Linked DNA regions of Mus musculus: regions 2, 3, 4, 5 and 6 are each linked to region 1. Evidence: chromatin contacts called from public Hi-C, HiChIP or PLAC-seq and promoter capture Hi-C data. All regions are on one chromosome and are shown on one strand. The core of a region is the stretch at or near the end of the contact, and the rest is flanking DNA. Distances in the headings are between cores, read along the strand shown.

Region 1 (5,162 bases), core at 1,604-4,103:
GATGGAGCAGCCACTGCCTGCTGACCTGTGAACTGAACTGCCGATTTCCAGACAACACAGATGGGATTTGTTCCAAAGAACCTTTCTATACAGGTCCACTTCCCTGCATCCTTTCTTTTCCACTACCTCTGGTGGGTGGTGGGCTAGAAGGGAGGTTAAAGCGTTTAAGAGCCATCATTAAAAATAAGGATTGAAAACATTAAAGTTACACTTCTGAGACAGGGTCTCTTATTGAAACTGGATCTCATTTCTTGGCTAGCCTGGTTGGTCAGTGACTCTCCAGGACCCTCTTCCAAACCTCTCCAGAACTAGGATTACAGGAGTGTACTGCTGTGCCCAGCTTTTGGCGGGTGCCAGAGATTTGAACTCAGGTGTTCATGCTTGCATGACAAACACTTTAGCAACTGAGCCCTCAGCCCCTCATGTCAGATTGGTTTTTTTGTTTGATGGTTGGTTGGTTGGGGTTTTTTTTTTTTTTTTTTTTGGTTTTTTTTTTTTTTTTTTTTTTTTTTTTGCTTTTAAAAAAGTATCTTAAAATTTTGTTTATTGAGTGCACACCTGTGTGTGCATTAGAAAGCTCGGAGCCTCAGGAGCTGGTGTGATAGACAGTTGTGAGCCCTAGACATGGACCCTGGGAACTGACAACACATTGATTGCTTTTGACAGTGTGTAGAGAGGTGGCCTGAGCCCAGAGCATGTGGCCATCACTTGTATCTTGGTTATCTGCAGTTGGATCTGACTGGGTCCTGAGTTTCTTTCTTTCTTTTTTTCTCTTTCTCTCTTTCTTTCTTTCTTTCTTTCTTTCTTTCTTTCTTTCTTTCTTTCTTTCTTTCTTTCTTTCTTTCTTCTCTGGCTGTCCTGGAACTCACTCTGTAGACCAGACTGGTCTTGAACTCAGAAATCAGCCTGCCTCTGCCTCCCATGTGCTGGGATTAAAGGTGTGCGCACCCAGCTCCTGTCTGAGTTTCTGACCACGAAAGCCAGCACCTGGTTGATAACCAGGAGGAAGCTGGTACTGTGGGGCCTCAGGGAAGGGTTCTAAGGGTGAATAACAAAGAAACCCGAAAGATGGTGGCGTGTCCGTGGAGAGGAGGGGCAAGAACATTCTAGCAGCTGGAGTGGCCTAGGAGGACAAGCTAAGTTAAGGCAAGGAAAAGGGAGGCTTTCACCCTCGATTAGCTGGCTCTTAATCCCGAGTGTGTGCTACTATGGCTATGAGCACCTTGGAACCTTAGGAAGCAAGTTCTACGAGTCTGCTTGGCATCGATACTTTTTGCAAATTCCTCGCTATCTGATATGCAGCAATTTATCACATGGATTTGATCTTGTTCTTAGGAACCTCAAACCTGACTGCGCCTACATTTATTGTTCCATTCCTCACTTCAGAATTTGGGGCATGAAATATTGACGCTCTGAGCTCAGAAGTCTGGAAGGCTAAGCACCCAGGGAGAGCTGGAGGGCGGGCCTTGAGCGATTCGCCAATTTTGCCTTGCTGATGCAGCTTCCACCAGAGCAGAGCAGAGCCATTCTGGCCCTGAGCAGCCATTTGTCAACTTGAAAAGGGAAATGAATTTGTCAATCTTTGGCTTGGCCTTTGACCCCTAGAGGGTTCGGACCCATGGCTCTGGAAATTTGGCTGCCGATTGTAGGCAGCCCTCAGTCACAGAATCAGGGGACTGTAGAGTATAGGGAGATGGAAATAGAAATCTTTGGTGGCATCCGTCACCCTGAACTTCTCCCTGCACATCTCTCAAGGTTTGCCCTACCACTAGCTTACATATCTAGAGGCAAAGCAGACTTCTAAGTGTTCTTAAGTTACATAGTGTGTCTCTGTGTGTGTGTATATGTGTGTGTGCAAGTCAGAGAACACTCTGCAGAAATTGGTTCTCCCTCAGCCGTGTAGGTCTAGTCAAGTTCGGCAGCAGTTGCATTTACTTGCTGAGCTATCTTGGATGGTCCCTAGCCTAGCACTCACTTTCTCTCTCTCTCTCTCTCTCTCTCTCTGTGCGCGCACACATGTGCTTGCACACTCGCTGCTGATGTGAATTCCATCTTAGCTAAAAACAGTGAGCAGGGAGCGCCCTTCCCTGTATCTCTTGTCTTGCTAAAACGTATTGCTCACTAATACTTAATGATATGATTTGACTCTCCAACCTATTCATGAGCTTGTTTGAAGGGAAGAATCCACTGGGTTAGTCATGGTAGGATATGACATCATACATAGCAAAGGTTCTTTGAATGCCTAAAATGAACTGTAAACGAACTCATTTGCATACTAGAAAAGACTGCTCTTTAAGCTGGATGTTCCCATTGGAGGGTTTCGTGAGCAAAGCAAACCAGATCTTCTGTGTCACTCCAGGTCTGGGCCTCAGCCTTGGCTTGGAGGATCGGGGCCCACATCTGGCTAAAGGTTCTGCCTTTCACTGGCCCTTGAGACTCACATAGTGTGTATGGGGGATGACGGGGTGAAGGTGGGTGGCAGTCCCAAACGTTGTTGAGCAGGCTTCTTGTGTTTTCAGTGTTGTTGAGTCTAGTTTAGGATCAATTAGAGGAGCTTTGGGCCTGAGGAGGATGCTGAACTTGGGTAACAGACACGGAAAGCTAGCCCACAACTTGAGATGGAAAACTCTGGGTTACCGGAGGCTCTGATCTTTGATGGGAGGGCATGCGGAAGTCCTGAATTGGAGCTGTCAGTCATAGGTTTGATCTCTTTCTCTGTGTCTGAGGAAAGGGGTGGGGTCTATACCGAGCTGTGGCGCGGAGGACTCCAAGCCGGTAGAGGGCGCTGCGCCTCGCGCCAGGCTTAGTTCGGCTCCGGGCCATCAGGGGGCGCTGTGGCGCGAGCGGCGCGGTGGGCTTCCGGCAGGTGGCGCCGTGGCCGCGGGGCCCAGGCCGGCGGGCGGGCGGCGGCGCGGCGCTGCGGCCGGCGGCTCGCGGCCCCGGAGCGGCGGCTGCGCGGGAGGTGGAGCGGCGGAGTGGCAGGCCCGGTGCGGGCTGGAGCGCGGGCGGCGAGCGCACGAGCCGCGGCCGCGCGGAGCCCGCCATGACGGCGCGAGTGTGAGGCGCGGCGAGCACCGGTCCAGTAGAGCGGCGGGCGCGCCGGCCTCTTATCCCGCAGCGGCCGGGCCGGGCCCTGATGAGCAGCGGCCTCGGCCTCCGGCGCAGCCCGGAAATGTCCGGCAAGATCGAGAAAGCAGGTGAGGCGGGCGGGCGGGCGGGCGGCGCGCCTCCTGGCCTCGTGCGCTAGACCCCCAGTCCGGGCCCCAGCCTGGCAGCGACGCCGCGAGGGCCATCTTTGAACCGGGCCTGCCCGGCGGCGGGGGGCCTGTGATGCTAGCAGGATTCTGGGGGAGCGAGTGGAGGTCCCTGTAGCCTTGTTCCCTGGAACATCCCACAATGGCTGGAGCCCGGGACCCTTAGGAGGCCTGGCCCCGACCGCATGCAGAAGAGCAGGCGCGCTCCAGAGGTGATCGGCAGCCCAGTTATAAAATGTGTCACTCCTAATGAGCCTCGAGTTTAACCACAAGTGTCCACTTCGGTGGCTTCAAAGGACAGCAGGCTAGGGTGTGTTGGAGCGATGTTTCAGGGAGCAGCCAAGTTGTCCTCTAATATTTCTGCCTTGCTCTGCAAGCAGGGCAAGTGGAGAGTCATTGGGGATGGGGGAATAAGGTGGATGCGATCTTGGTGCAAACCTCATCTCTTTGTGTGTTCCTGGAAATCTTGGGGAGTCGCCTCCCAGTTTTTCCCCCGCCCCCCGGCTTGCATATTCTGGGAGTTAGATACTCCCGAGAGTCAATTACTGTTGTGCATATGGGGCCCAGAGCTTAATTAGCCGTCAAGCAGGGACTCCTTTTACGGGAGGGCGGGTTCTTGGCTGGTAGGTAAGGTAGGCAGTGAGTGGTCCAGGGCCTGGGTTGGGGGTTGTCACAGTGGGGATACCCAGTTATCCTGGAAACTTAGTAGAGAAGGCAGACTTGTAAGAACCTGAAAAGGTGTTCGGCCGCACTAATTTTTGGAAGCTGCCATTTCATAGGTGGACTTGAGGATATTTGGATGTATATTAGCAGGGGACCAACCAGCAATGAATGTAACTTTTGCAGCCCTGGTTTAAACACAGGGACAAACGTTTTGGTATTCTCTTTTGAGCTATGTGTCTTCATTCTGTGTTTGGTCTCTGGGTTGTGTTGTTTATTAAACGTACTTGAAGATTGCCTGCCAAAGTATGGTCTCTGTTTTCAGGACCCAGAGAGGTTCAGTGAATGTTTGTAGCCCACCCAGCAAGGGGCATAGGTAGGGTATTGACATCTGTCTTCTGACAAGAAGTAGGATAGCATTCCCGTGGCTGGACTGTTCCTTTTCAGATGCTGTTTCTGGGGTGTTTGTCTCCTTGTCCTCTTGCCCCGGGGCCTTGTCTAGTGACTATGAGTCGCTTTCCTGAATACGTGCTGCTCTGGAAATATCCCTGACCCATCTGTGCAGCCCTGCTTAGGAACTCCTGATAGTGTCTCATCCGAATGGCACTGTTGGGAAACTTGGATGATTTATTTAAAAATAGCATTGATGCGCTGGAGAGACGGCTCACCAGTCAGGAGCACTTGTTGCTCCTGAGCAGCCTGGTTTGGTTTCTGGCAACCGCGTGCCGGCTCACAACCATCTTTAACTCCAGTTTCAGGGGGTCTGATGTCCTCTTCTGACCTCCATGGGCACCAGACTCACATGTGGTGGTGCACAGACACATAGACAGGCAAAGATTTATTGGTTGTAAAATGAAATAAATACATCTAAAATACATTTTAAATAGTGTTAGCTGAGTTTTCTTTATCAGAACAGCATGTGTCATTATGAAGAATTTGGAAGTCCTGGAAGTAGAGGGGCTGGCATGTGCTGTGTGTCATCTCACGGGCTTCTTTCCACAGCTCAGAATGACAGAGCTGTCTACTCAGTCTCAACCCCAGGCCTTTTCAGTAGAGGTCATGCCTGTGCCTTCCCAGGCCACTATCCTCTGCTAGGGACTGTCGCAGTGCCCTCTTTAGAAGAGCTTGTCTGGGGGCTGGTAGTGGTATCTATACTGCCAGGCCCCACGAATATTCTAAACCCAGCTGTGGAAGGTCCTGCAGTGCACTGTTCACTAGGCCAGGAAAAGAAAGGCTTTCTCTTTTTTT
Region 2 (5,162 bases), core at 872-3,371, 470 kb before region 1:
GAGATAAAGAGTGAGGAGTTGGATAATAGTAGTTCTGATGATGAAGACAAGCTTCAAATCCAGGAAGGCCGTGCTGACGATGATTTGGTATCATTTACAGAAGTTACTGATACACTGGTGAAAGCTCCATGTGAGGGTCATGTAAAGATGGTAGTTGAATCAAGAGATAAGGAAATGAGAGAGAGTACAGCGTTGACTTCTAACTTGGTAGAAGGACAGGTGCCTCATGACAGTAGCAAGCCTTTGGTTGCAGGTCGTCAAATAGACCTCTGTAACATAACTTTAATATCTCAAACCACTGTTATTCAATTTCCATCAGGTTTAAGTAAACAGAATTCATTTCAGCTACAAAAAGGTGATAAAAGATGTTTGACAGCTAACCAAAACAGTGCTGCCACCTGCCGTGGACAAGTTATTGTGATTTCAGATTCTGACGAAGAAGAGGATGAGGATGAAGATGAAAGAAGTAGTAGTGAGGAAAACATCAAACAGAGTAAAGCATGCATAGGGAAAGACTGCTCAGAGCATCGTAGCTTGGCAGTTAATGCCAGTGTGGAGAAGCAGCTTGTAAAAGAGGAAGAAAGGTACCCTGTAGAATTTGAAGACTCTGAATCTCAGGTTTTTGAGTTTGAAAGCTCATCTGAAGTCTTTTCAGTTTGGCAAGATCATAAAATAGACAGCAAAAACTCCCTTCAAGGGGAACAGAAGAGCTATGTAACTCATGTAGCTGATAGTACAAACAATAACTTGGGTTGTGGTGACTCTGTGTCTGAAGAGGTTGTTAGAAACAAAGCAGAGGGAGTTAAAGAGCATGCAGGACCACATAGTAGTGTTTCTGCTGAGGAATTTTGTAAAACTGGAGTAAAAAAACCTAAGAGGAAACGCTATGACAAAGTTACAGCTGAAGATCCTCAGAGGCCTTCCTCTTCTGTTGGAACTGATCAATTGCCTGATCGCAGAGATCTTACTGAAAGTGATTTAAAGAGTGCAGACATGGGGATGGCAACTCCCAGTTCAAGTGTTGAGAGAGATTCTACAATTTTACAGAAGTCTACAAAATCTCGAACTCACTCAAAACCTGTTAGGAAAGTTCCAGCCTCTAAGGCAACTAAGAAAACACATTCAGACACCAGAAGAGGACAGTCTAAGAGTTCATGTTACATAAGTTGTAGAACTTCTCCTGCTATTGTGCCACCAAAGAAGCTTCGTCAGTGTCCAGAGCCAACTTCAACAGTTGAAAAACTTGGTCTGAAAAAAGCCCCTAGGAAGGCATTTGAGTTGTCCCAGAGGTCTCTGGAGTGTATAGTCCAATTACGTGACCACGGGAAGACTGTTGGAGTAGTTGACGCCCCCAAGAAAGCTAAATTAATTTCTCCTCAGACTCTTTCTATCAAAAATAATAAGAAGCTTCTGACAAGCCAGGATCTTCAATTTCAAAGGCTTATGAGATCCAGATCACATAAAAAACGAGACTTTGATTACAAAAATACTGATACTGTAAGAGTGTCACGCATAGTACAGGGATCAGATGTACTTGAAGCAGACTCTGATGAGCCAGATGATCATAGAGTAAGTGAGCCACTTGCCATCAGTAATGAAAAACAGTTAGCAAAATGCATGCTTTCCAAAACAGAAGTGGCAGAAGCCTCTTCTGATCCTTGGGTGACAGGTATAACTTGTCTTGTGAACCAGTGTGAATCTAGAGTGTTAAGTGGAGGAGTGCCAACAGATGTGGTGATGGTCTCTGCTTCAGAGGACCCTGTGGATGGAGGTGCTGTCACAGTTCAAGTTGGGGAGGTGGCATCTGTGAAAGCTGCAGAGCCAGCGTCTAGTAGTGATACAGATGATGATGACAACTTATTCCTAACACAACATGATCCTCAAGATATGGATCTGTGCTCACAGTTGGAAAATAAAACCATTATCGTGGCTCATAAAAAAGATACAGTTCAGAGAGAAGATTCTTTAAGTCGGCCTCAGTTGGAGTCTTTGAGTATCACAAAGTGTAAATACAAAGACTGTGTCGAAACTACAAAAAACCAGGGTGAATACTGCCCAAGACACTCTGAAGCTAAAGCAGCAGATGACGGCCTGTTCCGTAAACCTGGCTTGCCTCTTTCTGTAGCCAGGCCCTTGAGACCTACTACTACCAAGATATTTAGCTCAAGCAGCGCTTCACGAACTGCCAATCTTTCCAAGTCTTTGGAAAGTACTACACTTCAGCAGTCAGCACTAAAAAATAAGTCAAGTGGAGCGCAGCCTAATTTGAAGGTGACACCACCCTCTTCCATGGGTTCTCAGAAGCCAGTGGCTGAGGTGAAAAGTCTATGCAATATTTTTCATTTTCAGACTCCAAGCAGTTCCAGCAAACAGAGTTGCAAGCTTACATTTAGTGAGAACAGGCCTACATCAGCTGCTTCTCCAGTGAATATTCTCTTGCCATCGCAGTCTATCTTTGACACCTTCATTAAAGAGGTCTTAAAATGGAAATACCAAATGTTTTTGAACTTTGATAAGTGTGGTGCTCCAACAAGTCTCTGTCAGTCTATCTCAAGACCTGTGCCTGTCCGATTTCAAGATTGTGCAGAATATTTTAATGTTTTTCTACCTTTGATTATATTGAATGCTTTTGAAACAGTAAGTATTCTTTAATTCTTTGCCCCTACTGTAGATAGAGAAATGGTTATAAGCATATAGCCTGCTTTCTAAGTTTCTATAAGTTTGAGTCTATACTCACTTCAGTGAGAAGGTATTGGAAGATTTGGAGTTGGTCAGTATTTAGACCAGGGACTAGTAATACACAGTAGCTTATCCTTACCCAACATCCTTGGTTGTTGGGTAGAGAATAAACTGTGGAAAGGCTAACAGGTCTAGTAGACTAGTTATAGGTTGGTTACAGCTACTTGGGGGTAAAATGATAGTGGCTTTGGGTGGTAGCTGTGGAGATGGAAAGGCTATAAGGGTACATTTTAGAATATATGACTGATGAGTGGAAATTGAAAAGATGACTCTGTTTGGAGGCTTAACCTGGTTATGTTATGTTTACTGTCTGCCAGGAGTGAGGTAGAACTTGAGTTCACCTCTCCTGGTTTCTAGGCTGGAGCAGTACATGGCAGGAAAGCTCCTCTGGATGTTTCTAGCCAAAAATGGTGCAGAGTGTGATGATGGGGTTGTGTGTGTCGTTCCCCCGCCCCCCCAAAGAGGAGTAGCTGCTTGGTTAACTTTGAGTAGAAGCAGCTCAGCACTAAGAATTGTTGGTTACCAGGAACTGATGGCCAGTTGCAGATTTAGCTACTTGACTCAAAAAGTTATTGTAAAACAAAACAAAGTCTCAAAGGTCATTTTTTTTGTTGTTTGTTTGCTTGTTTAAAAAATGTTAAATATAGCCTTTTTACACTAGTAATTTTTCTTTCATAAATTTGGGCTTAGGAGTAGTCATTTTTAACTCACAAAAGATCTCAAAGATACTTCTGGGTTTGATTTGAGCCTTTGGAAGACTACTAGTACGTGTGACATATAGAAACCAACAGGAAGAGTGCTTGTGCCAATATTGCAGAGGTTGAGAGAAATGTAGGTCAGATAATCGCATTGTGAAGTAGGTACTACCAGTAAGATCTAGCATCGCATGAACAGTATCAGAACCACAGGTGACTGCTGAACATGAAAGGTGTCTTATTTCAACTGAGGAATAGTATTTTTTAGCCTTTAAAAGTTCAGTTAACAAATATAACCAAATGTGACTAATGGCTGCTAAATTGGGCAGGACAGTTGTGGACAACTTTATAAACCTCACAGACTGACTCTTAGGTTTTCACTTGGGATCTGTTCTGTTTTCCTTTAGCCCACTGGAACATTTTGCTGTTTGTTTGTAGTAGCTTTTAGCATGTTCTTTATTTCTTAGTTTCTTCTTTTGCTTTGTGTAGGTGGCACAGGAATGGCTGAGCTCTCCAAATAAAGAGAATTTCTATCAGTTGCAATTACGAAAATTTCCAGCTGACTATAAAAAATACTGGGAGTTTCTGAGTAAGTTCATATGCAACTTGGAATATATAATATAATAACTGGAAATTTTTACTTGAGAGATGCCAGGGGCTGGTAAGGTAGACCAGTGGGACGAGCATGTATAGCTTTCACCAGTAGTACAGACAGTAGCCAGTGATCATGACGACAGCCGTGTAAACTCAATCTCATTTAGCTCTTGTTACAATGAGACATTAAGGCAGAAAACATTGAGATAAAAAGAACAAATGGTCAGAAGTTTAGTTAATAAGTTCTGTAATTTTAGTGCATGTGTGTGTGATATATAGAGAAAATATGAACAGATAAAAAGTAAACTGTACATGTGACTGGATTGTTTTGTTTTTTTGAGGTAGCCTCTTCTGTGTGTGTCTCCCTGGCTGTCTTGGAACTCAATAGTAGACCAGGCTGCCCTCATTTCACAAAGATCTGCTTGCCTCTGCTTCCCTGAGTGCTGAGATTCAAGGCACACTGCACACAACACACCTGACTTTTGTACTATTAAATCAGTGAAGAGTGACAAGTAAAATACAATAGAAATGAGTGCCTCTTATATACCAAATCTATAATATATCCACGGAGATACTAGTACATTTATGGTAGAGCTGGTTTTGTAGTTGTCGAACTCTTGTGGATTGTGAGTGAAGCAAACCCTGATATTGTTAGGAAGCAGCTCTCGTGGAAGAGGGTTTATAGTGGGTTAGGTGATGAACCCGGGAACTTGGGTTGGAAGAACCAACTTTTCACATTCAAATTTTAGAGTTTACAGAAATGTAGAACTCAGACTCCACAGAGTTTTCAACAAGCCTTCTCACATGTTAAAATCTCACATACATGGAACAGTGATGGAATCAGGGGTTAGCATTGCTCTAGTACAGAGTATGAGAGAGGCCTCATTCATAACACAGCTGCGGTCCCAGTGATGCCTGTTTTCTGTCCTGGGATCCAGTCTAAAGTCCAAACATCTGGAGTTGTGCTGTCTCCTCTCAGTCCCCAGTGGTCTAGCGTAGTTCACTCCTCAGCCTGTCTTCACTGCATGTTCTTTCTACCAGTTAGTTTGTAGAACACACTCTTTGTTTCCCAGATGTTACCTTAGACTTGAGGTTTTATGCATTTGGTAAAAATAGAACAGAAGAATAGCTTTT
Region 3 (5,162 bases), core at 1,987-4,486, 430 kb before region 1:
AGGAGGTTGGCTATGGGTTCCAGGCCAGCCATGAAGAAGAAAGCAGAAAGGTTCCAGCCCTGGGGATTCTGGCTGGCTGCTGCACAGAGGGCAGTCCCTGGGCACAGTGGGCAGGGGCCTGCAGAGTCCTTCTGGTCCTGGGTGGCATGCACTGGGCAGCAGCCTAACTTTGGGAAGGAGTAGGGTAGGTGGAAGGGCTGGGCCTCTTTAGTGCCCAAGCGTCAGGTCCAGCACGGCTGTGGAAGGGGCCGGGACACGGTGGGGTCCTGCCCCTGGAGCATCATTGCCAGGCTGTGGATCCCCCAAGTATGCTGATGGTTGCTGTTGCCCTGTAGCTGATCTGCTGTCTCATTTATGTGCTTGAATTTCAATCTCTCTTTCTGGGGAATATACTTCCCCCATTACTCAAGAGCTAATCACTCCATAATACATGAAACAGATGGGTTCTCAGGAAGGAGGAATGGAGGTGGCCATGAGGCTGTGGGGGATGAGGAACAGGCCTTCCTTCTGCTTGGCCCTTAGGGCCATGGGAAAGGATCTAGACAGCATAACCACAGAGGTCATAAAAACCTGCATGTGAAAGATTCTCGAATTCCCGGCCAATGTACCAAATGAAAGACCCTCGAGGGAAGACCCTCACTCAGACACTCAAGTCCCGGGACAGCCGCGTACCCAAGAAGACACTGAGACCATACATAAAATGTAGAAGGTAAGATTTAATAAAGACACAGACCAGAGCTCTGGGGTCGAAATAAAGCAGCAACATGAAAGCACACAGAGCTCTGGGGTCGAAACTCATACACCTTAGCACAGGGTAGAGGAGTCTCGACGACGACTCAAATTTTTCACAAGCTTTTAAAGGAAAAAACCACAAACTGGGAGGGGGAATGGGGAGGGAATAGGGGAAGTTTAACAACCACAAGTTTACTCAACCAAAGAGTCATATCCTATGATTGGCAATATATCTGGCCTGTTGAAACATTCTGTGGTTGTTCCAGAAAATGTTTTTCTCAAGTATGTTTTCCAGATGGGAGGGGGTGGGCTCCGAGGTGAAAGTTCATGTTCTCACAAGAGGCCAGTAATTTTTCATTCTTCACATGGCCCTTGTAAGAACCGCTCATTATGTGACTTGGACTTAAACTTGGGATTATACGAGAAGACTCATGTACCTCTGATCCAATGACTGTTGTATTAATCAGCTAGGATGAACCTGGGGACTCCAGGGATAGAGAAGAAAAGGCATAGATAGGAAAAGGAGGAAGAATATTTTTAAAAAAGACAGATGGGTTTATCTTGTAGGAGGAAGGTGTGTGTATGAAACAAAACAATATTAGAAGGAGAGTGTGGCTTAAGGGAATAGGACGCTGGGCTGGTGAGTTTGCGTTCACAGAGAGGTTGTCAATTTCAGACACGAGGCCATGGAATTGCTAGGATAAGGAAAAGAAGATTGGAGATGATGTTCGAGCTTATGAAGAGTTGGTCCTGCTCCTCGCTACGTGGAGGACCGTGCCTAGAGATCGGAGCGAGCCAGCTGCTCTGCTTGCATAGATTCGAAGAACTCTGTCAGGAATCGTTTTAACGTCAGTCAGCTGCCATCTTTCTGTTCTCACGTGAAAACGTCACTGGAACGACTGCTGTCTACCATACCAGGAGACCCCAGGAGCTGTGCCAGCTGCCGGTGAGGAACACACTGTGGGCAAGCAATAAAGAAACGTACTTTTGCTTTGTGTTTAGTTTTTATTTCAAAGAATCAGGGGTTGTGGGGAGTAATCTGGGATTTTTAGAATTTATGTAACCATGTTTTTTTTTTTTTTTTTTTTTTTTTTTTTTGGTTTTTCGAGACAGGATTTCTCTGTGTAGCCCTGGCTGTCCTGGAACTCACTTTGTAGACCAGGCTGGCCTCCAACTCAGAAATCTGCCTGCCTCTGCCTCCCGAGTGCTGGGATTAAAGGCGTGCGCCACCACGCCCGGCTACCATGGATCTTTTTGTGTTTTAGAAAATGATTAACAATAGTCAAAAGATCTGATTAATGTAATTTTAGTAAATAAAAGACTGGGTTCTCTCTGACCAGATGGAGCAATGAAAGAGAGAGAGAGAGAGAGAGAGAGAGAGAGAGAGAGAGAGAGAGAGAACCTGAACTGACAGCGGCATCCACCCCTTTCTCAGGACCCTCCTCACACTGAGGCTGGACCTTGGATAGGATAACCAAGCCATAAAGCAGGAGACATTGGCTGACAACTGGCTTAGGCCAGGCATGTTCTTCACCACCCCACCAGTGCAAACTCACTGACTCAGAGGTGTCCCTGGGACACCAGTACTACTGTCGGTCGGTGTCCCTTTTCACAGGTGAGAAGACAAGACACGGAGTGACACAAATGCAGGTGGCAAGCTCCAGGCCCCTGTCCTGGGCTGCCATCTTCTCTGTCTGTGTAGCTATTCTATTTCGGCAAGCCATGTAAGCACGGGTCAGCTAAGGAAAGTGCCTATCTCAGCTCCTGGCTATGTCCCAAGGGCCACCTGCTTGTTCAGCTAAGCACAGCACTTGGAAGGGCGGATCCCTGGAGTTTAACAGACAGCCTGACCAGTTGATTGGTAAGCCCCGGATTCAATGAGAGACTTCTCAAAAAACCAAAGGCTCAGTGGGTAAAGCACTTGTCACAAAGCTGTGAAGATCTGAATTTGGATCTCCAGAACACACACAGAAGCTGGTCAGAGTGAGTGCCTTCGTAATCCCAGCATCGAGATTAATTCCCATAGGGGTGCTTGTTAGAGAAAATACTAGAAGTGTCCACCAGAAACATCGACAGTTATTAGCTCCGAGTAGAGACTTGTGGGTAATTTTAACATAAAAATTACTAGCTGGGTGAAGTTGACACGCGTTTGTCATCCTGGCACAAAGGAAGCTGAGGAGGCAGGAGGATCAGGAGTCCTCTGCCAGCCTGAGCTGCAGAGCACACATCTGTCTCAAAGCACACATAGGTTTTGCTAGCTTTCTCATGCTCTCTAACTTCCCTACACATTGCAATTGGTGCTTTCAACAGGAAAAATGAATCGGTTAATCTTGTCTTGTCTGGGCCCATCCCTTTTACAATCCCCACCTAAGATGAGCTAGGATGGGCTAGGTGCCTCACTCTGGGGAGACCAGCCGGATCCTTCCACACACCCCATTTCTCCCAGACCTTTAAGAGATGCGAGTTGTTCCCCAGATGCCCATAAATGCCTCATAACTGTGAAGCATGGTCGGAGACAAAGATTGCTAACGCAGCATCCTGTTTATTTAGGGGCAGGGCCAAGGCAGCCTTTGTGTAGGGGGGGCATTCCCCTGGCTCCCAGCAGTCAATGATGGGATGAAGCCAGGCTCCCCAGGGATCCCCCACTCAGAGTAGAAGAGGGAGGTGGGCAGAGAGGACCCAGTGGTGTACAGAGGCTTGGAGAGGCATGCAGGGTTTAGAGGCAATCTCACCCATTCCTTAGCAATCATGATTTTAAGCAAGTCACTTCCTTTCTCCCCGCCTCTACTAGAGAGATGCCTGTGGACATCACCACTTGAGGCAGGGGCACTGCTGGCCTCACCGGAGCCCTGGTGCTTAGGGCTTCCCCATCTCTGCCACTAGGAGCTGCACAGGCTGCAGTGCCAAGGCAAAAACATGAGGTTGTCTCAGGTGGGTGCTGCTATGAGCCCAGCTGGGCCAAGGGTGCCTCCCCTTCTGCCTGTGCCTTGGGGAACCAGACACTGTGGAAAGCCGAGCTGTGACTCTGGCTTCGGTGACTTTGTTTTCTCCTTTACTCCATGGTCTGGAAGATAATCAGTGTTTCCCAAATGTCTCCTGGCAACACTCCGTCTGCTGGAGGTCAGGGCCTGAGCAGTCTGTAGGGACTGGTGATGCCATTCTGATTTACAGTGAGCTGTAACAGCCTTTTGCTCTGTAGATGACTGGCTAGTCCTAGGGATGCTGACACAGCAAGGCCAGCTGAGAGGTCAGAAAGGACAGTGTGGGTCCCCCTCTCCTCCCAGGCTCCTCCAGTGTCCTAGGATACTCCCGGTGACATAAAGTGGTATGTGTATGCAGTAGCTCTTGGTATTGGGTTCACAGCCTCTTGCAGAAAGGAGGCTCTGCCCCCACTGTTACCATAGCCCCTTAACAGATTCAGGGCCTCCTTCTGCACTGCAACACCCTTGCTCAAGACAAGAACTCTGCCAGGATAGCGTACCAGCTACACAGCCCCACCCAACCCACGGGTCAGACCAAGGCTGGGCCCTTCCTACTCCCTGTCCCATTTCCCCCTCTCCGAGTCTCCCTGAGACCCTCCGCCTTTACTACTATGTACATACATCCCCGTTCCTCTGCTTCCAGGGCAGGGCCTCCAATCACCGTGGTTCAAACTCCGATCCTCCTCCACACCCCAGCATCCCAGCCATCTGCAGGAAGGTGGGCTTGCATCAGCTCACTCTCTGTGCCCCATCTGCAGGAAGGTGGAGGCCCACCCCACTCTGGGGAGGTATGTCCCAGGCTTGGGTGTTGGTTTTGTGTGCTGAGCTGGGTGTTTTGGTTTCTCTCTGAATTCAGTGGACTCTGGGGTCTGGCTCTCGAGCCTGGAGGGCCAGAGATTTAGGGCCTGAAACAACGATCTTGGTTCTCACAGCATTTATGCCCCAGTTTCAGAAGTTTGGGCTGCAGCATGCCTGGCTCTTCGCGAAAGCTTCTGCTTACCATCCTAGAGGCACCACGCTCACGCTCAGCCAGCCGGCTCCTGCTTCCACCCATCAGACTGAGTGCCAGGAAGAGAGGCAGGAGAGGAGCTAGGGCCAGGGTTGGGGGAAGGGCTTTTAGGAACTTTCTGGAAGTCCTGTCTGTCATTTCTGCTTATATCTTATGCATTTTGGGGTTCATGTATAGAGCCAGGAACCTGACAGAGGCCACCCTTAGAGCTTGGAACTGACTCCTGAAACCTAAGGCTGGGGATCAGAGCAGAGAGTGGCCAGTAGGGGCAGCATCTGGCCTCAGTCAGTCAACAGTCCATCTTCTGTCCTCCCCTCAGCCCCAAGATAGGGTTTTCCTGTGTAGTGCTGGCTATCCTGACTGTGTAGACCAGGCCTCGAACTCACAGAGATCCACTTGTCTCTGCCTCCTGAGTGCTGGAATTTAAAGGCATGTGCCAC
Region 4 (5,162 bases), core at 1,986-4,485, 390 kb before region 1:
TATGGCAAAGCTTGGGTATCTTGACTGCACAGGCAGTCCTTTGATGTAGCACCAAGTGACACCTGAGGCAGGTGACTTCTTGAAGCCAGGTGGCATCCGAGAACAAGGTGAAACCTAGGTACCAGGTTGACATAAACATTCCAGGAATCAAGAGACAATGCAAGTATCAGGAGACATTTAGGTACCAGGTGACATCCCAGGAAAGAGGTGATCTCTAGGTACCCAGGTGATATCCCAGATATTAGATAACACCCCAGGAACCAGGTGACATCCCTAGAACTAGGTGACATCCAGGTAACAGGTGACATGTCTAGAACCAGGTGGCATCTCAAATAGCATATAATATCTCTCAAACCCAGACATTCCTAGAGACAGCAAGGTACCAGGTGACAACATTACAGGAAACAGCTGACATCCCGAGTGACATCCCAGTGCCCCGGGCCTTACCTGCCAATGACTTCGATATTGGAGATGGCATAGAAGTACTTGTAGAGGTTCTCTCGCTGCACGTAGGTGCCACCCAGCGCAGGACGCAGCAGGCGCATGCGCAGGTCAGTGAAGGTGAAGAACTCCTTGAGGCCCTTGGCGCTCTCCATCCTCGTGTACAGGTTGTCCATGTTACGCAGGTCAGGGCCGGCAAAGATGGCAAAGCGGTCCCTTACCTCAAAGCGCACATGCTTCTCTTTCTTGGACCCTGCCCAGCGTGAGTACTCCTCGGTGCAGAGCACCCGGTGGGCGCTGGAGGGTGACATGTCTCGGGCACGTCGGGCAGACATGCCGAAGGCCTCCATGCAGTCCTCTGCATAGAACTGGTAGGGCTGCCAGGTGCGGCCATTGTCCAGGGACTTCTCGAGGACCATGACCGTGGGCCGGCCATACTCAAAAGTCACCACCACGTCGTCTGTCAACTCCACGCTCTTGTTCCATGAGAGGGTGATGTTGGCCTCTAGTGGACTGGGGTAGCGACTCCACGTGACGCTTTGCCAGTAGGTAGCCAGTCCCTCATCTTCCCTGTCAAACATAAGCCGGGGCGGGTGGGCCAGGTCGGGATTGGAGGCATCACACTCATTACTGCACAGGTAGGGGTTCTCCTGCAGAGGAAGGGAGTCTGTCAGGAAGTAGATGCTGGTCAGTGGAAGGGGCCTACGATGTGCTTGCCCTGTGCTAGGCTGGACATTTGCTAGCCATCAGCAAGCCCTGGATGCAGGAGTGAAGTGCCTGCCCCTCACAGATAGTAGATGCATAGTAAGATAATGAGGTGGGGGTCTTAGGTACTCTGCACTTTCTACTGCGTGTTCTATAAGCCCATAACTGTCCTAGATGCTAGGCCTACTAATTAACAAACAACAGACCTTGTTACTGACAGCCTCACAGTGCCCTAGTCCACACGGCCACTTTGATGAATATTTCAGGTGCCTGTGCAGAGACAAAGTAGCTTGGCTCTGAGTTAAAAACCTCTCACTCTCTAATGAGCCATGAGGCCCCTGAGGGGGGTGGACACATTGCCACCATCCCCTGGCCACCCCAGCCAGCAACACTGCAGTCAGCCACTGGCCATGGGCTTTGATCCTCCACAGGTCATAGCTGGTGCACAGGCAGTCTAAGGGCTGCTCTGTGGGCACCTGGGCACAGCTAGCCTAGGGCTTCTGAGACAGGACCCACAAAGCCCTGACCCACCAAAATAGCTCTGTCCTTGGCTCCTTGCAGTGCCAATGTCCACCCATCTGCCTGTCCCTGAGGATGGGTGAGGCCCGAAACCTTGGGGTACAAGAATTTCTCACCAGTATAGCACCTCATTGCTGAATGGGAAACTGAGGCCCAGAGTAGGCAAGACAAACCAGGTCTTCTCACAGGATTTGGAGGTACTTCTGAGAAGAAAGCCCTCTCCTCAGCCCTCTCTTTTCTCATCCTCCCTCTTTCTGTTCTCTTCCTCATCTGTTTTTCTCCCTATCGTCTGGCTTCTTTTCTTTCCCCAGCCCTACACTGCCTCAGTGTCTTACAAATCACAATGAGAATGGAGGAGCTTTTCGTGACTATCACTGGTAACTCTGGGCCACCAGTGACTGGTCTCACACCTAGTCCTGAGTGGGAAGAGTCTGACTGACTGCCACAGGCTCCGTGACAAGCCCAGTGACCAGGAGAAAGCAACAGATTGCGGCTGGCTGACCAGGAGGTCACCCCTCCATGCTCTGCTCCAGGTAGCATGGGGGACACACGGAGCCCAGGGCGGCATGCCTGCTTGTGGTTGGCAGACACACTCATAGAGCTTGCACGTGGATGGGAGAGCTGGGGTTCAGCCTGACTCAGGCTGGGCACTCTCCCACTCACTTGTTCTTCTGTAGTGAGCCTGCATTGAGGCTCAGCCATGTCCCTTCAAATCCATATGTCAATGCCTAGCCCTCAACAACCTCTAAAGGCAGTAGGCTGTGTTCTGAGACAGTCTTTACAGAGTTGAAGGATGCCCTTTGGTGGTCCTTCTCCTTCTAGGAAAAGCCCCTGAATTAGGACACACACCAAAACACCAGGGGTACGTACACACACAAACACACACACACACACACACACACACACACACACACACACACACACACACACACAAAGGGCCATGAGACACAGGCGGAGGTGTCCACATCACCACACGGAGAGAGGTTGTATCGCACCTCCAGCACCTTGGTCTTGAACCTGTGGGACAGTCGATGCCTTTACTGGAGATGTTAGCTCTTGGCAGGTTCATCCCAGTGAGCTAAGTGGGAGGGGCAGCAGCTCAGAGAGGTGTTAACGACCCTGGCTTTTCCAGGGTGTCCTCAAAGACACCTCTTCCACAAACTTGTATTTTTTTTTTTTTTTACCCACTTCACTTACCTCTGAAAACCATGTCCTTTTCTAGGCCACAGGGTCCCCTGGTGATTGTATTAATGTCTGTCCATCATATATTGACTGTCAATATTCCTGTCACACACATATCCCCCACCTCAGCACCTTTTGCTGGATCCTTTTCCAGCCCCCTGCCTTACCTACCCCCAGCCTGCTACTGGTCCTTGGGCTAGGGGGTGGGGGAACACACGGTTCCTCAAAGCCATCAGTTGTTCCAGGGGTCCTATCACTGAATATGGATACATGGGGCACTGCCAGGGGCTGGGGACTCCAGCCTGATTAAGGACCCATGCTGCCCAACCTGCAGGGCCCTGCCAGCCCCCACCCCAGCCCCTGGGAAGCAGATGGTGAGCCACTAATGAATGAGCCTGTGTATTTACCAGCCTCATGCCGGCTGCAGAGAAGGCTTTGCCAGCACAGTCCTCCCAGCTTCTTCACCCGCACAGCCACCCCAAAACCTCAGAGTTCTGCACCACCAAGGAGGCATGGGCTGTGTCCTCACCAAGCCTTTCTGAACACGAGTGTGCTCGGGCCCCGGCTTGCTTTTCATGTCACACTGAGGAGACCTCCCTGGGAGTTCCAGCCAGCCCTGTCCCCACCCAAGTGGGACAGCTGAGGACAGTAGGAGGCAATGGTGGCTTTGCCAGCCTTCTGGGTCTCTGGTATCCAAGACTACAGAGCAGATTACATGTTAATGAAAACAGCCAGATGAAGTGGTCTGACAAGGGCAGCCAACGCTGGACGAGTTTTGGGCACCTTGCAGAAGGGAACTCAAGCTAAGCACTGACGATTTCAAAGCTAGCACTTGTTTCTCTGACTATTTAATGATTATCACCCCAAAACAAAACAAGTGCACACACCTCTTATTTTCAAAGCCTTAGGTTCTTGGGGCATGGTTCAGTCAGCAAAGTGCTTGCTGCAGAGACTTAAGTTGGAGACTCAAAAGCCTGGTGACCTTGCGGGCTGTGGCCCTGGGTGAGCTAGCTGGAGCAATGCTGGCGAGCTGGTCCTGGTGGTGGAAAGCTGTAGGTGGTGGAGAAGTGCAGGAGAGCTGACAAAGTCAGCTACCTCCCAGGCCCTGATCCAGGGCTCTGAGCTGTCCCACCCAACATCTACCTCATCTACAACCTGTCGGAGTGTGTAAAGGAGCCAGTCCTGCAGATCCAAAGCTGCAGGATCTCCATGACACAGGGCAATGACAAGACATCCAAGAGGAGTTCCTGTGAGGATCCAGTGTCGACAGCGTAGCAGAAGCCGGAGGCCCTGAACCAGACCAATGATTCCCTGCAATGAACATTTGCACGTAAAAATGTGTGCACAAAAGGGTGTACTGTGTGACACACTGTGGCACATCGCAGCTTCCATGGTGAGATAGTTTTGGTTTTGTTCTTTTTTTTTTTTTTTAATTTTTTTTTTTGGGAAGGACAGGGAGATGAGTGGGATTGGGGTACATGATGTAAAATTCACAACGAATTAATAAAAAGTTTTAAAAGAAAAAAAAAAAGCCAGACAAGATGGCCACACTTATAACTCTAATACTCTGGTGGCCAAGGCTGAGGCAGAAATGTCCCCAGGGCTCACCAGCAGCTGAGCATGACTGGCTGGTTCAAGGCCAATGAGACAACTTCTTTCTTCTTTCTTTCTTCCTTTCTTCCTTTCTTCCTTTCTTCCTTCCTTCCTTCCTTCCTTCCTTCCTTCCTTCCTTCCTTCCTTCCTTCCTTTCTTCCTTTCTCTCTCTCTCTCCCTCTCTCTCTCTCTCTTTCTTCCTTCCTTTCCTCCTCCTCCTCCTCCTCCTCCTCCTCCTCTTCCTCCTCCTTCTTCTTCTTCTTTTGTTTGTTTGTTTTTTTTTTTTGAGACAGGGTTTCTCTGTGTAGCCCTGGCTGTCCTGGAACTCACTCTGTAGACCAGACTGGCCTCAAACTCAGAAATCCACCAAATGAGACACTATCTCAAAACCAAGGTGTGTGATGCCTAAGGAATGACATCTAAGGTTGACCTCTGGCCTCCATTCATATATTCACACAAAAACATGCACACATACACAAAAAAACCTTAGTACCCCCCCCCATTGCAGTCACCCACCACGTACAATGCCCAAATAATTTCTAGGGGCCTCCTCTGGACTAAGGGTTAGAGCTCCCTGTTTAGGTCTGGAGTCATTAAGGAAACTGGTTCTATGGTCCAACAGCCCTACTTAGCTCAGCTCCTCAGAGAGGCCCTGTGACCTTGAGAAAGTCATGTGACTTTCCTGAGCCTCTATTTCCTTGTCCTGTGTTCTGTGAGATCCT
Region 5 (5,162 bases), core at 1,619-4,118, 370 kb before region 1:
CCCGGGCTCACTTCTTGCTAGAAAACTCCCTGGAAGAACGTGACCAAGCGTCTATTTTTTTTTTTTTCCAACCAGAGAAAATGTAGTACAAATAAAGTAACTCGGGCGCGGCAATGGTTTGGACGTTTCCAACCAAGCTCTGAGCTGCCCAGAAAGCAGCATGCCCCTAATTAATTCTTCCAGCAGCCGGCTCCCGACTGTTCACTAACAGGTAGGGCGCTCCTGACGGCTGGGGACGACCTGAGCGCCAGGCTGCGGCTCTCAAGGCGGGCCCAGCAGCCGGCTTCATCTGCAGGGCCGGCGGCTGCTCCTGGCTGGGACAGCGCTGGATTCCGGCTCGGGTGGGGAGGCAACGAGGCCCCGAGGCCCTGAGGCCGGAGCCCCAGCGAGCAGCAAGCGGCGCAACTTGCAAATCTATTAATTGCTTTGCAATTTTGTTGGTTTAAGCACCACACAATCCCTAGAAAATGGGGGGTGGGGGAAACAACAAAATCTGCCAGGGGAAAATGTGTTTACAACCCGTCAATCAGTTGGGCGTTGCTGGCATCGAGGGGGCACTGTGAGCTCGGCACTCGAAAATTACAGTAGATTTTTTGCCAAAAAGAAAATAAAGGGCGGGGGACTCGGGCAAGAGTCCGCGGAAAAAACGAGGTGGATAGCAGGGAGCGAGGAACCGGCAGGGGAGAGATTCCGAGTAAGAGGTTGCATCCTCGCGGATCGTTTTCTCCTTGGAAAATAAATCTTCACCTGATATTATTAAGAAACTGCAGCTCTCTGAAACAAATGGAATCAATGCGCTTTATTTTCTTTTAAGAGTCCTCAGGAACCGAGGCGGGGGGGTCTGATAGCCTGGGTATTAAAACCCGAAAATTAGATTTTATCAGGATTTCTGAACTCAGATTTCTCTGTCTTATTGAATTAGCGCCTTTCCAAGCTGGCCGGACTGCCAACAGGCTCTGCCGGAGTCTCGGGCTGTGCGCTCTCCTTGTGGGAAACTTGCCTCTGCGGGGCGCAGGGTCCCTGGGGATGATGGGGAGGCGGGGGGGGGGGCAGTCCACCGGAGGTTAATTCTTCTACCCAGGCTGGACAAAAGGTAGAAGAATTACCCAAGCTGAAACTTGCTTTGGAGGCCGTAGGAAGGATCGGGAAGGGAAGGGGAACCCCACGGCCGGCGGTTACCTCCCCTCCACCCCCACCCCGCCCTGGGTTGTCCCACGCTCACCGCTGCCTTGGTGGACGTTCGGGTTCGGGTGTCCCGGTGTCCCCAGTTCTGGGAAGGGAGCTTTCTCCAGACTCTGGTTTCTCCCTGTCACCCTCACAGCGGCTGGGAGGGCCCCAAAAAGTTGGGCTCTTGGGGGCGGGGCAGAACACCCAGCTCTGAGGACGTATAGCTGAGGCCGCCTCGTGTAGGTCCCTGAGGACGGGCGGGGCTAGCCTGAGGCCCGCAGACACCCAGGAGTCTGGCTGAGTCCGCGCTGAGCTCGGGCGCGTAGACAGTGGCGTGCACCGCACATAGAGCACAAACCGCCGCTGCGTTTTGCCTTTCCGAAGTTCGGTGCAAACCACCGGCGCAATTAATAATCACGCCTTTAATAAAGGCCAGGCTAGCATCCAGGCTGCCCCCTCATTTGACATCGCCTCCCTTAATTAAAAGACACCGAGCAAAGCTCCAGGGAATTATTCGCATTCTTTTTCCCGGCGCTGCTCCGCGGAGACCCTGTCGCCGCCATCCCCCAGCAAAGACCCGCAACTTACTCCGAAACGGGCGGACCCGAGATCTGGAGGTCCACTTCCCGTCTTTGCTCTCCCTGGAGTGCGACTCTCCACGGTGGTGGAGCCCCCTTCTCCGCCTGCCGACCCCCTCCACAGCACCGAAAGAAGTTTCTAACCTGACTGGCCAAGAGTTCTCCTTGCGCCTTTAGAGCCCAGAGGAGACTAAATTAGGGAGGGGAGCGCCGGCGGAGAAGGGTTAATTTACTTTTCATAGACACGAGTAAGCAGCGTTATTGCAACAGCCCATCCCCTCCCCACACAGGCGCTCGGATAGAAAAAGACGAGCTGGGTGGCGGGGAGCCCAGAGAGAAGACTAGCTACTCTACTTCTTAAAGATGCTGCACCCGGCGCGCACACACACCCCTCTTCCGCGGCTCCAGCCCTCCTTTAGTAGCAGCCGCCACCAGATAACTTTGCGTCCGAACCTCGGCTAGGAGGCTCCGAGTGACTCCCTGGTCCGGGGAGAACTGGCACCGTCGCCGAAGCCTTTTCAAAATGAAAGCACCCTGGCGAAACTGCGGCGCTTCCGTCCCCGCCCGCCGCCCCGGCGCTCCCCGCTCGCCTTACCCGGGCTCGGAGCAGCTTCCCGGAGCGAGCCCCGAGAGGCCGGAGACCGCCACCCTCTGGCTGGTGCTGGGTGGGCGCACGGGCCGCAGGGTTGAGAGCTGGAGACTCCTGCCCCGCGCCGCCGCTGCGGTGGCCACCCTCAGATCTGGGCTGGGGAACCCTCGGGCCGCCGGGGGGCCCGCCCGCAGCCGTCCCGGAGACGCGGGCCAGGGAAGGGGGCCAACCGCGCGGCTTGCATGGCCCTCCCGGGCCGATCGGGAGGTCGCTGTTAACAAGTGCAAACTTTTGGGGCCCCCTGGGCAGCCAGGGGAGAACCTGCACGCGCGCCCCACTCAGCCCCTGGCCTGGGTGGGCTTCGCCGCTGCTGGTCCAGGCGCCTGAACATCCCCCTGGCGCGGCGCCGGCCAGATGGCGGGGCGCCTCACCGCCCCCCTGCACTCCGCTCCAAGTTAATGCCGAGGCTAAATCCTCTTGCCATCACTCACGGTCACCATCGGGGCTTTTATCTCCCGGTCTGATCCGGGCTGCGTAACTTCCTCTGTGTGGCTTTAACACACCATCCCACCACGGAGCAACGGTCTTCTTAAAGGTGCAGGAAGGAAATACTGCGAGGCTCCGGGGACGAGCTCGGCCCGGGGAGGGGCGCGGCGAACAGGGGTGTCCCGGCGGGCCCGCGGCCAGGGTGGCCCCAGCAGGCGGCCGCCGGAGTGAGCCTGCTGTGGGGGGTCGCTGCCTACACATCGCCTGTCGGCCCGAGGACCAACCGGTCCCTGAGCTCGGGGTGCATCCTCAGCGGACTCGGGTCAGGCACAGCGGAGCTGCATCTCCCTTCTTCCCAACTGTGGGGCCTGACTCGGTGCCAGCGCCCAGGGGTGTGGGGGCTGCCCCATCGGCACCAGGGAGGGGGCCAAGTGAGTCAGCCCCCACCCCCCACAGCCAGGGCTCTAGGCTGCTGCTCCTCGGTTTCTGTCTCTTTCTCTCTGTGTGAAGCGCTGCCACCCAGAAGGCCCTGAGCAGTGGGTAAAGGGGTGGGTGGGTGGATTTGGGGAGCTGGGGAGGGGGAGCGCTCTGAGCGCACAACCAAAGCATGAATACCAGCTGACACATCGCCGCCTCCAGCCTGATGGGCCCTGCTTTTGACGGAGAAGCCAAGCCAGCTCTGCAGGGAGCGCAGAGTAGGGGGGCAGGAGGGCCTTTGCTAAGGAGCTCTCTGCCTTCCTGGGGCAGGCCTGGGAGGACCACGTGGGAGGACTCCAGCAGATGCCGGGCAGAGGCCACTGAGTTGACTGCCCTAGGACAGCCCTGTGCTCTCTTCAGCCCCCTGGAGGCTTCCTGCCAGGCTGTGTGCAGGCTGTAAGAGTGCTTCCTGGTATTCCCAGGGGCGCTTTGTGGGTCTTTTGGGGGTGCTCCTGGTCCCCTTTGGGTGGGTTCTTGCTGCAGTATTTACGGAGATGTCATTTGGATGCATCAAGAACAAAGGACCTAGAGGGGGTGGGGTGGGGGGAGAGAGAGAGAGAGAGAGAGAGAGAGAGAGGGAGAGAGAGAGAGAGAGAGGGAGAGGGAGAGAGAGAGAGAGACTGGTCCAAGGTCACAGAGGGTGTCACTAGGTTGGCTTGTACCTCAGCCCCCACCCCACTGCCTCCACTCACACCCACTTTAACCCTTCCCTACTCCCAACATCTCCCCCTAAATCTTAACAGAGGGTTGTTCTGTTGGTTATAACATTTGGAATTTTGTGACAAAGCAAGCAGGAAATGAAGAATTAAAGATTGTCATTGGTAATAATGATGATGATAATAATAACAAACAATTTATAGAGTGCCTTTCATGTCAGACTGCATGCAAAGTGGCCTGTGTGCACTGGTCCCTAGTTCTTCCCCAAGCTGTGTGACTTAACCTCAACTTGGAGTTTAGAGACCTTAAGTGGCTTGGCCAAGGTCATGCAACTAAGTAAGATTTTGGTTTGGGAGATGGATCTTCATGTTCTTAATTGGATGCTCCCCCACTGACTGGCTTGCTGGATTATTTGTGGCATGACACAAGTTCTTTCAGAGCCTCAGTTTCCCTGTCTGTCGAGTGTGACTGGCAAGACCTTTCTTTTCTGAGTGCCAACTTGAACACATCCTCAGATTTCAAAGAAGGGCCACCCCACCAAGCTGTCCAGGAAAGCAGATGCAGGCCAATGTCCTCTCCCCTAATACACACATATTCCTATCCTGGCCTCAGTGTCTCCAACCAGAGGGAACTCCTTGGAGGAAGCAGGCAGACCACAGCCTCTCAGATTGTAAGCATTTGTGCCTCAGGCAACAGTGAAGGGCACACTGTGGGGCTTCTGCCCAGGGTGAGTGATGACCCTGTAGGCCTTTGGCCTGCTGTCTCCCCCAGGCAGGGCCATCAATCCCCAGCAGTGCCCTGCTGTTACATCATACAGTGTCTGGATGCCTTCAACAAGGCATGGAGAAGGATGCTTTTAACTTCCAGTTCAGATGACCCGGGACCCTGGGCTGGCTCTACTGAGTTTCAGGATGGCTCTTGTGACCCACGCATGCAAAGATGCTGCCGCGACAATCACAGCACGGGAGAGAGACTGGGCTTTCTTGGCCCCTCACCTAACTAGCCGTGTGCATTTGAGGAGAACTTTTCTTGCTCTTAGCCTCAGTTTCCCCGTCAGTGTGAAAAGGGGATTTATCTGGGAGTGCAGCCCCTGCTTTTCCATCCTGAACTGACTGAATTCCACAGCAGCCTCCAGGAAAAGACATTCCTTTCAAAGAACAATAAAGTGCCCAGGAATGAATAGGATTCCAGCCATGTAGAGGGACCAG
Region 6 (5,162 bases), core at 1,892-4,391, 270 kb before region 1:
ATCCACAGAGACTTTTCCAAGTCCACTTTCTTTAATGTTCCTGAGATGACAGGCTAAACTCTTCTTTCCCTGAAGCTTCCCCATAACCAATTCAGGTCCTGGGACTGGAGACTGAATCCAGAGCCTCACATATATCAGACAAACAGTCTACCACTGAGCTACATCCTTAGGTACAGCTGGTTCTTTTTGTTGCTCCTAGAAACCCCAGAAGGGCTCATCTTCCTGATTGATATGACGACACAATGAAGGTCAGCATCATGAACTCCTTCTTGCTCCTCTATCTTCTCTGTTCCAAACTGTGTGTCCATAGTAGACACGGCCGAAAAATAAGTAAGATGCCTTAAACTGCAGCACCAGATTTGGGAAATATTTTGTTTACACCCCAAACTCTCTTCTTTCTACAGTGTCTATGCTAGAAGTCTTTTCTTTAGATGTGTGAACTTTACTGGAAACCAGCCCCTGGAAGCTACAATTTCACATTCTCACCATTCGATTTTGACTGCTTCTATACTTCATAAAAACAGAATCTTAGGATATTTGTCTTTTTGTGTGTGACAGTTTTGCTTCCTATAGTTTTTTGTTCCAGTTTCATCTGTGAAATTGTCACTGGCAAATGTGTGCCGTCCCTCTTCATTTTATTTTATTTGTACGGGTATTTTGCTTACAAGCACACTTGTACACCACGTGTGTGCTGTGATCTTGAAGGCCAGAGTAGGGCAAGAGATCCCTTTGGACTGCAATTACAGCTGATTGTGAGCTGCCATGTGGATTCTGGGAACCAAACCCACACCCTCTATAAGAGCTGCCAGTGCACTTAGTCACTAAGCCTCTGCCCAGCCCCCAAACATGTCTTTTTTTTTTCTTTTGGTATAGCACCCATGCTGCACCTATGCTGACTTTTAAGTCCTAGACTTCTGATTTACTCTCAAGTTCTGGGGTTACAGGTCTTTATCATCACGCCTAAACAATAAAATGATTCATGAATCTGCAGATGTTATTAGGATGTTATCTGATTGGCATGTGTCAGAATTTCCCTCTTAGGAAAAAAGGTAATGTTAAACCTGAGAATCTAGAGGAGAAAAGACCAAATCCACTGTTGTCCAACTAAAGTAATCTATTTGGGGGTGAATCTAGAGTGGCTAGCCAGCTGACTCACCCCAAGTCAGGATTTGGGAGAGCAGCCTGTAGTGGCTATTCCTGGTTGTCAACTTGACTATATTTGGAATGAACTACAATCCAGAATTGGAAAGGCTCACCAGTGACCCTTATCTGGAGGCTTGGAGATCCTTATCTGGATCTTGGTATGGAGATCTTGAGCCATAGTGGCTATGGATTCCAGAAGATTGAATCTTGGAGTTTAAGGAACACACCTTTAATCTGGGCTACACCTTCTGCTGGAGACAATATAAGGACATTGGAAGAAGGGAGTCTAGCTCTAGCTCTTGCTCCTTCGCCTGCTTGCTGTGTGAGACTGAGTAACTGCTAGATCCTTGGACTTCCATTCACAGCTGCGACTGAACAATTGTTGGGAATTGGGCTGCCGACTGTAAGTCATCAATAAATTCCTTCACTATCTAGAGACTGTCCATAAGTTCTGTGACTCTAGAGAACCCTGACTAATACACAGCCCCTTGAGGTCCTTTTTATAGGAGAGTGCTCACACAGACGACTGTTAGAAAGATGCAATGAAAGGGAGGAACAAGGGGAGGGATGCTCATCTAGTGAATGTGGTCACGAGTTTAGTGTAGAGGTTGAAAACGTGTTTTGCAGCTTACCTAAAGAACAAGAACTTGGCAGGGCAGTGGTGGCACACGCCTTTAATCCCAGCACTTGGGAGGCAGAGGCAGGTGGATTTCTGAGTTCAAGGCCAGCCTGGTCTACAGAGTGAGTTCCAGGGCAGTCAGGGCTACACAGAGGAACCCTGTCTCGAAAAACCAAACAAAAACAAACCAAACAAAAAGAACAAGAACTTATTCTTTTTTTTTTCTTTTAAGATTTATTTTTATTTTATGTATGTGAGTACACTGTAGCTGACTTCAGATGCACCAGAAGAGGGCATCTGATCCCACTGCAGATGGTTGTGAGCCACCATGTGGTTGCTGGGAATTGAACTTAGGACCTCTGAAAGAGCAGTCAGTGCTCTTAATCGTTGAGCCATCTCTCTAGTCCCAGGAACTTATTCTTAATTACAAATAAAAACCCTAACTTGCAAGGACTTAACATGAGGCAAATAGAACTTATTCTTTAATTACAAACAGAAACTTTAGCCTGCACAGGACAGAGGAACTTATTCTTAACTGTCTTAACTGCAAACAGATCCCCTAAGCTGCAAGGTCTATTTTCCCTGTTTTGATCTTCCATTAACTTGAAAGGTATATTGTCCATTTTGATGTCACAGTATATATCAATTTGTATCATATATAATCACATTTTGCTTATTTGCTTATACGTTGGTAGATATCTGGCTCCTTTCACACTTGACTATAGTGAATGAGGTTGCGGTGGATATGGAAGTACAAACATCTCATTTAGACACTGCTTTCAATTCTTTTGGACACATACCATAATTTCTATTATTATTATTATTGTTAATTTACTTTTTGGACACAGGTCCTCATGTAGCCCAAATGTTTTCTATTTCCTTTTAAGTTTCATAAAGAAAAACGTTTTGAAACTATATAGAATACCTTGCTGTTTCGAAAAAACATCAATTGATTCATACCTTAACCAATTATTTAGGCTGCCAAGTGGCAGTTTTCTTGTATCACTCTGCCTTCATTTATGTGTTGGCATTTTACTACAGGTAAGAGAGTTCTTCCCCTTTATTTATGAATATGGACTCATTCATGTACTCTGGGGACATTTTATTGTTTTGAGAAATTCCTATGTGACTGTTCAAATTTTGGAGATACACAGTGGGCTTCTGCATTTCTTTGTCATTCACTATTAAGCAAAAGGAGAGGACAAAATGACTTCCCTAGATGGAGATCATAACTTGTGGTCAACTCTCTCATTCAGTCAGACTGGCGCTGTTTTTCCAAGTTCGCTAGAGCTTCCTGGATGGGAGCCACGTCGCAAACTACACATCCCAATACCCTCCTAGGACAACGTCATCACGAAGCGCCGCGCGCCGCTCAGGCTGTGGACTCTGGAAAGCCGGCTGTGACAGCTGCAACATGGCGGACGTGCTGAGCGTTGGTGTGAACCTGGAGGCCTTTTCGCAGGCTATTAGCGCCATCCAGGCGCTACGCTCTAGCGTGAGTAGGGTCTTCGACTGCCTTAAGGATGGCATGCGCAACAAAGAGACGCTGGAGGGCCGCGAGAAGGCCTTCATCGCGAACTTCCAGGACAACTTGCATTCCGTCAACCGGGACCTCAAGTAGGTACTGGCTGAAAGGATCGGGGTTGAGGACCCTTCTGGCACCTGTCCCGCCCGGATCCCGCGCCAGTCTGCCCAGTCACGGGCCTCTCTCCTTTATTCACAGTCCGCTGTCACTTTCGCTCATCTCCCGGTCCTAGTCAGCCTCTCAGGGACTCCTTGTCTCCCGTCCCGTTACCTAGTATTCATTCTGTTGGCCATTTCGTCCTGGTTGTCATCTGTGGTCCTCGGTTCCCGCTGTAGTGGTCCTATCTGATGAGGAAACCTCTTCTCAGGAACTTCCACCTCGTCGATCTTATCAGACCTTTTCCTTGGGCTCCATCACATCGGGCCAGTCTCCCCATCAACACTGTCCCAGGCCCAATTACGTACCTCTCGATCCGATGAGCTCCAGTTCCCATCCTCAGAGCCTAGAATTCATCAGTTCCACCTCACCTCATTCTCAGACTACCTCCGTTACCTTTGCCTCTTTCCATTTCCCCTCCGAAGCCACCTGCTCCTCACTGCCAGTCACCATCATTCCTTTTGTTTAGCTCTTTTCTCGAGAGATACAGTCTTACATCTATTAGGATGTTTAAGAGGAAGAATTTATTTAGGTTCAGTTTCAGAGGACTCAGTTCACTACAACGGGAAAGGAATGTTTGAGCAGGTTAACCCCTAATAATTGGGGATTACATATTTCCCTCACGGGACTCCTTTTACATCATTAGTGTATTAAGAGTTTGCTGAGAAGACATTACTCAGATGCCATGCATAGAAGGCACTTTGGATTTTGAGACAGGGATTCTCAGGGTAACAGTCTTGGTTGTCCTGGAATTCAATTTGTAGACCAGGATGGCCTCAAACTCACAAGAGATCCTCCTGCCTCTGCCTCTCTGGATTAATCTGCTGGGATTAAAGGTGTGTGCCACCACACACAGTTTAGTAGGCATGTCTTCTGTGCCTGAACTTGTGTTTTCTTCCTGTCTTAGAAATTAGAATGGAAGGACTTGAGGTCTCCCCCCCCCCCCCAGACAGGGTTTCTCTGTATAGCCCTGGCTGTCCTGGAACTCACTCTGTAGACCAGGCTGGCCTCAAACTCAGAAATCTGCCTGCCTCTGCCTCCGGAGTGCTGGGATTAAAGGCGTGCACCACCACGCCCGGCTTGGATTTGAGCTTTTTACTTCTGAAATTGAGCATTTGGTGATCTGGTCAGGTTGGGTTTCCTCTCTTCCACCTCATGTTCCTCTATAGTGCCTGGTTCCAGCTCCGTGCCTTCTGTGTGTCAGGCAGGCAAACCCCCAGGACTCCCTCCACCCATCAACTAGTCAAGTAGGATGGAGGAGGAAGTAGTGAAGTGTTGTGTGCCTTTCCTCCCCGTATTCCACTCCCTCCTTAAACTACACACATACCTGTTCTGTCAGCTTGACAATGGCATGCCCTACCCCCACTCCATTGACTCCCCCGAGGGAGGCTTTTTTCCCCCCCTAAGACAGAGTTTCTTTTTAGATCAGGCTGACTGACCTCAAACTCACAGAGACCCCCCCTGCTTCTACCTCCCAGGTGCTGGTGGGATTAAAGAAGTGTGTCATCTCTGCCCTGCTTTCTAATGGGATGTCACAGCCTTTTATCACTTTAGAAACTTTAGTAATGTTGATATTTCTTTGACTTATTAAATGTACAGTAGTGCCAAGAAGGTGGCTGAAGATTTGAGGTTGGATGCAGCATGGGAGTGGTTAGCAGTGTCCTGCTGGCTGCTGGGAACTGGCTCCCCAGAATTCGTGATTTCACCGTTCGCCCACTT

The links. Promoter capture Hi-C pulls out the DNA fragments that hold promoters and counts their contacts. Hi-C and Micro-C count contacts between places; a contact is called where the count stands out from the background. HiChIP or PLAC-seq counts read pairs in DNA pulled down with a chosen protein or histone mark.
Region 2: a promoter capture Hi-C map of hippocampal neurons shows a contact between it and region 1, with 5 times the contacts expected there. The contact joins the enhancer-like site here to the promoter of Rapgef1 in region 1. A contact is called at or near these places in 20 of 39 promoter capture datasets (the 3T3-L1 cell line, 3T3-L1-derived adipocytes, the C10 cell line and 14 more), 2 of 15 datasets of contacts at CTCF or cohesin (both in the NIH/3T3 cell line), 2 of 484 Hi-C or Micro-C datasets (cortical neurons and neural progenitor cells), 14 of 115 datasets of contacts at active chromatin or transcription factors (bone marrow-derived macrophages, embryonic basal ganglia, embryonic forebrain and 7 more) and 2 of 9 other capture datasets (embryonic stem cells and pancreatic islet).
Region 3: a Hi-C map of neutrophils shows a contact between it and region 1, with 4 times the contacts expected there. The contact joins the enhancer-like site here to the promoter of Rapgef1 in region 1. A contact is called at or near these places in 11 of 39 promoter capture datasets (the 3T3-L1 cell line, 3T3-L1-derived adipocytes, cranial neural crest and 6 more), 8 of 15 datasets of contacts at CTCF or cohesin (the NIH/3T3 cell line, embryonic stem cells, large pre-B cells and 2 more), 86 of 484 Hi-C or Micro-C datasets (the AML12 cell line, the AtT-20 cell line, B cells and 41 more), 29 of 115 datasets of contacts at active chromatin or transcription factors (the NIH/3T3 cell line, T-cell acute lymphoblastic leukemia, bone marrow-derived macrophages and 18 more) and 2 of 9 other capture datasets (embryonic stem cells and liver).
Region 4: a contact with region 1 is called in an H3K4me3 HiChIP or PLAC-seq map of forebrain, with 8 times the contacts expected there. The contact joins the enhancer-like site here to the promoter of Rapgef1 in region 1. A contact is called at or near these places in 20 of 39 promoter capture datasets (the 3T3-L1 cell line, 3T3-L1-derived adipocytes, the C10 cell line and 11 more), 2 of 15 datasets of contacts at CTCF or cohesin (the NIH/3T3 cell line and large pre-B cells), 11 of 484 Hi-C or Micro-C datasets (B cells, the N1E-115 cell line, Sertoli cells and 8 more), 18 of 115 datasets of contacts at active chromatin or transcription factors (bone marrow-derived macrophages, embryonic basal ganglia, embryonic forebrain and 9 more) and 2 of 9 other capture datasets (embryonic stem cells and liver).
Region 5: a promoter capture Hi-C map of embryonic stem cells shows a contact between it and region 1. The contact joins the promoter of 6530402F18Rik here to the promoter of Rapgef1 in region 1. A contact is called at or near these places in 12 of 39 promoter capture datasets (the 3T3-L1 cell line, the C10 cell line, the HPC-7 cell line and 5 more), 2 of 15 datasets of contacts at CTCF or cohesin (embryonic stem cells and large pre-B cells), 10 of 484 Hi-C or Micro-C datasets (B cells, Sertoli cells, bone marrow-derived macrophages and 7 more), 27 of 115 datasets of contacts at active chromatin or transcription factors (the 230-238 cell line, DN3 thymocytes, bone marrow-derived macrophages and 17 more) and 1 of 9 other capture datasets (liver).
Region 6: a contact with region 1 is called in an H3K4me3 HiChIP or PLAC-seq map of neural tube, with 3 times the contacts expected there. The contact joins the promoter of Med27 here to the promoter of Rapgef1 in region 1. A contact is called at or near these places in 20 of 39 promoter capture datasets (the 3T3-L1 cell line, 3T3-L1-derived adipocytes, HPC-7-derived erythroid cells and 13 more), 1 of 15 datasets of contacts at CTCF or cohesin (the NIH/3T3 cell line), 1 of 484 Hi-C or Micro-C datasets (cerebral cortex), 12 of 115 datasets of contacts at active chromatin or transcription factors (the 230-238 cell line, the NIH/3T3 cell line, bone marrow-derived macrophages and 8 more) and 2 of 9 other capture datasets (adipose tissue and embryonic stem cells).

Annotation. Positions count from the first base shown.
Region 1 is chr2:29,616,867-29,622,028 of GRCm38.p6, forward strand. Rapgef1 (Rap guanine nucleotide exchange factor (GEF) 1) reads left to right here and starts at 2,854. Exons shown (of 26, transcript NM_001039087.1): 1 at 2,854-3,197. The coding sequence starts at 3,137.
Region 2 is chr2:29,146,085-29,151,246 of GRCm38.p6, forward strand. Setx (senataxin) reads left to right here. Exons shown (of 26, transcript NM_198033.2): 10 at 1-2,637; 11 at 3,924-4,023. Among named protein-coding and RNA genes, the nearest start is that of Setx, 24 kb to the left of the region's middle. Within about 2 kb of position 2,122, at least 1 of the 459 cell types and tissues checked has an H3K27ac peak or open chromatin away from gene starts, as enhancers often do.
Region 3 is chr2:29,188,090-29,193,251 of GRCm38.p6, forward strand. No RefSeq gene overlaps it. Among named protein-coding and RNA genes, the nearest start is that of Ntng2, 57 kb to the right of the region's middle. Within about 2 kb of position 3,237, at least 30 of the 459 cell types and tissues checked have an H3K27ac peak or open chromatin away from gene starts, as enhancers often do. A contact at or near this core is called in the N1E-115 cell line, hematopoietic stem and progenitor cells, neutrophils and 2 more, where this site is marked.
Region 4 is chr2:29,227,131-29,232,292 of GRCm38.p6, forward strand. Ntng2 (netrin G2) reads right to left here. Exons shown (of 7, transcript NM_133500.2): 2 at 448-1,091. Among named protein-coding and RNA genes, the nearest start is that of Ntng2, 18 kb to the right of the region's middle. Within about 2 kb of position 3,236, at least 9 of the 459 cell types and tissues checked have an H3K27ac peak or open chromatin away from gene starts, as enhancers often do. A contact at or near this core is called in forebrain, where this site is marked.
Region 5 is chr2:29,250,125-29,255,286 of GRCm38.p6, forward strand. 6530402F18Rik (RIKEN cDNA 6530402F18 gene) reads right to left here and starts at 2,869. Exons shown (of 2, transcript NR_029460.1): 1 at 2,341-2,869.
Region 6 is chr2:29,343,669-29,348,830 of GRCm38.p6, forward strand. It overlaps Med27 (mediator complex subunit 27), which reads left to right and starts at 3,142. Exons shown (of 8, transcript NM_026896.5): 1 at 3,142-3,379. The coding sequence starts at 3,177.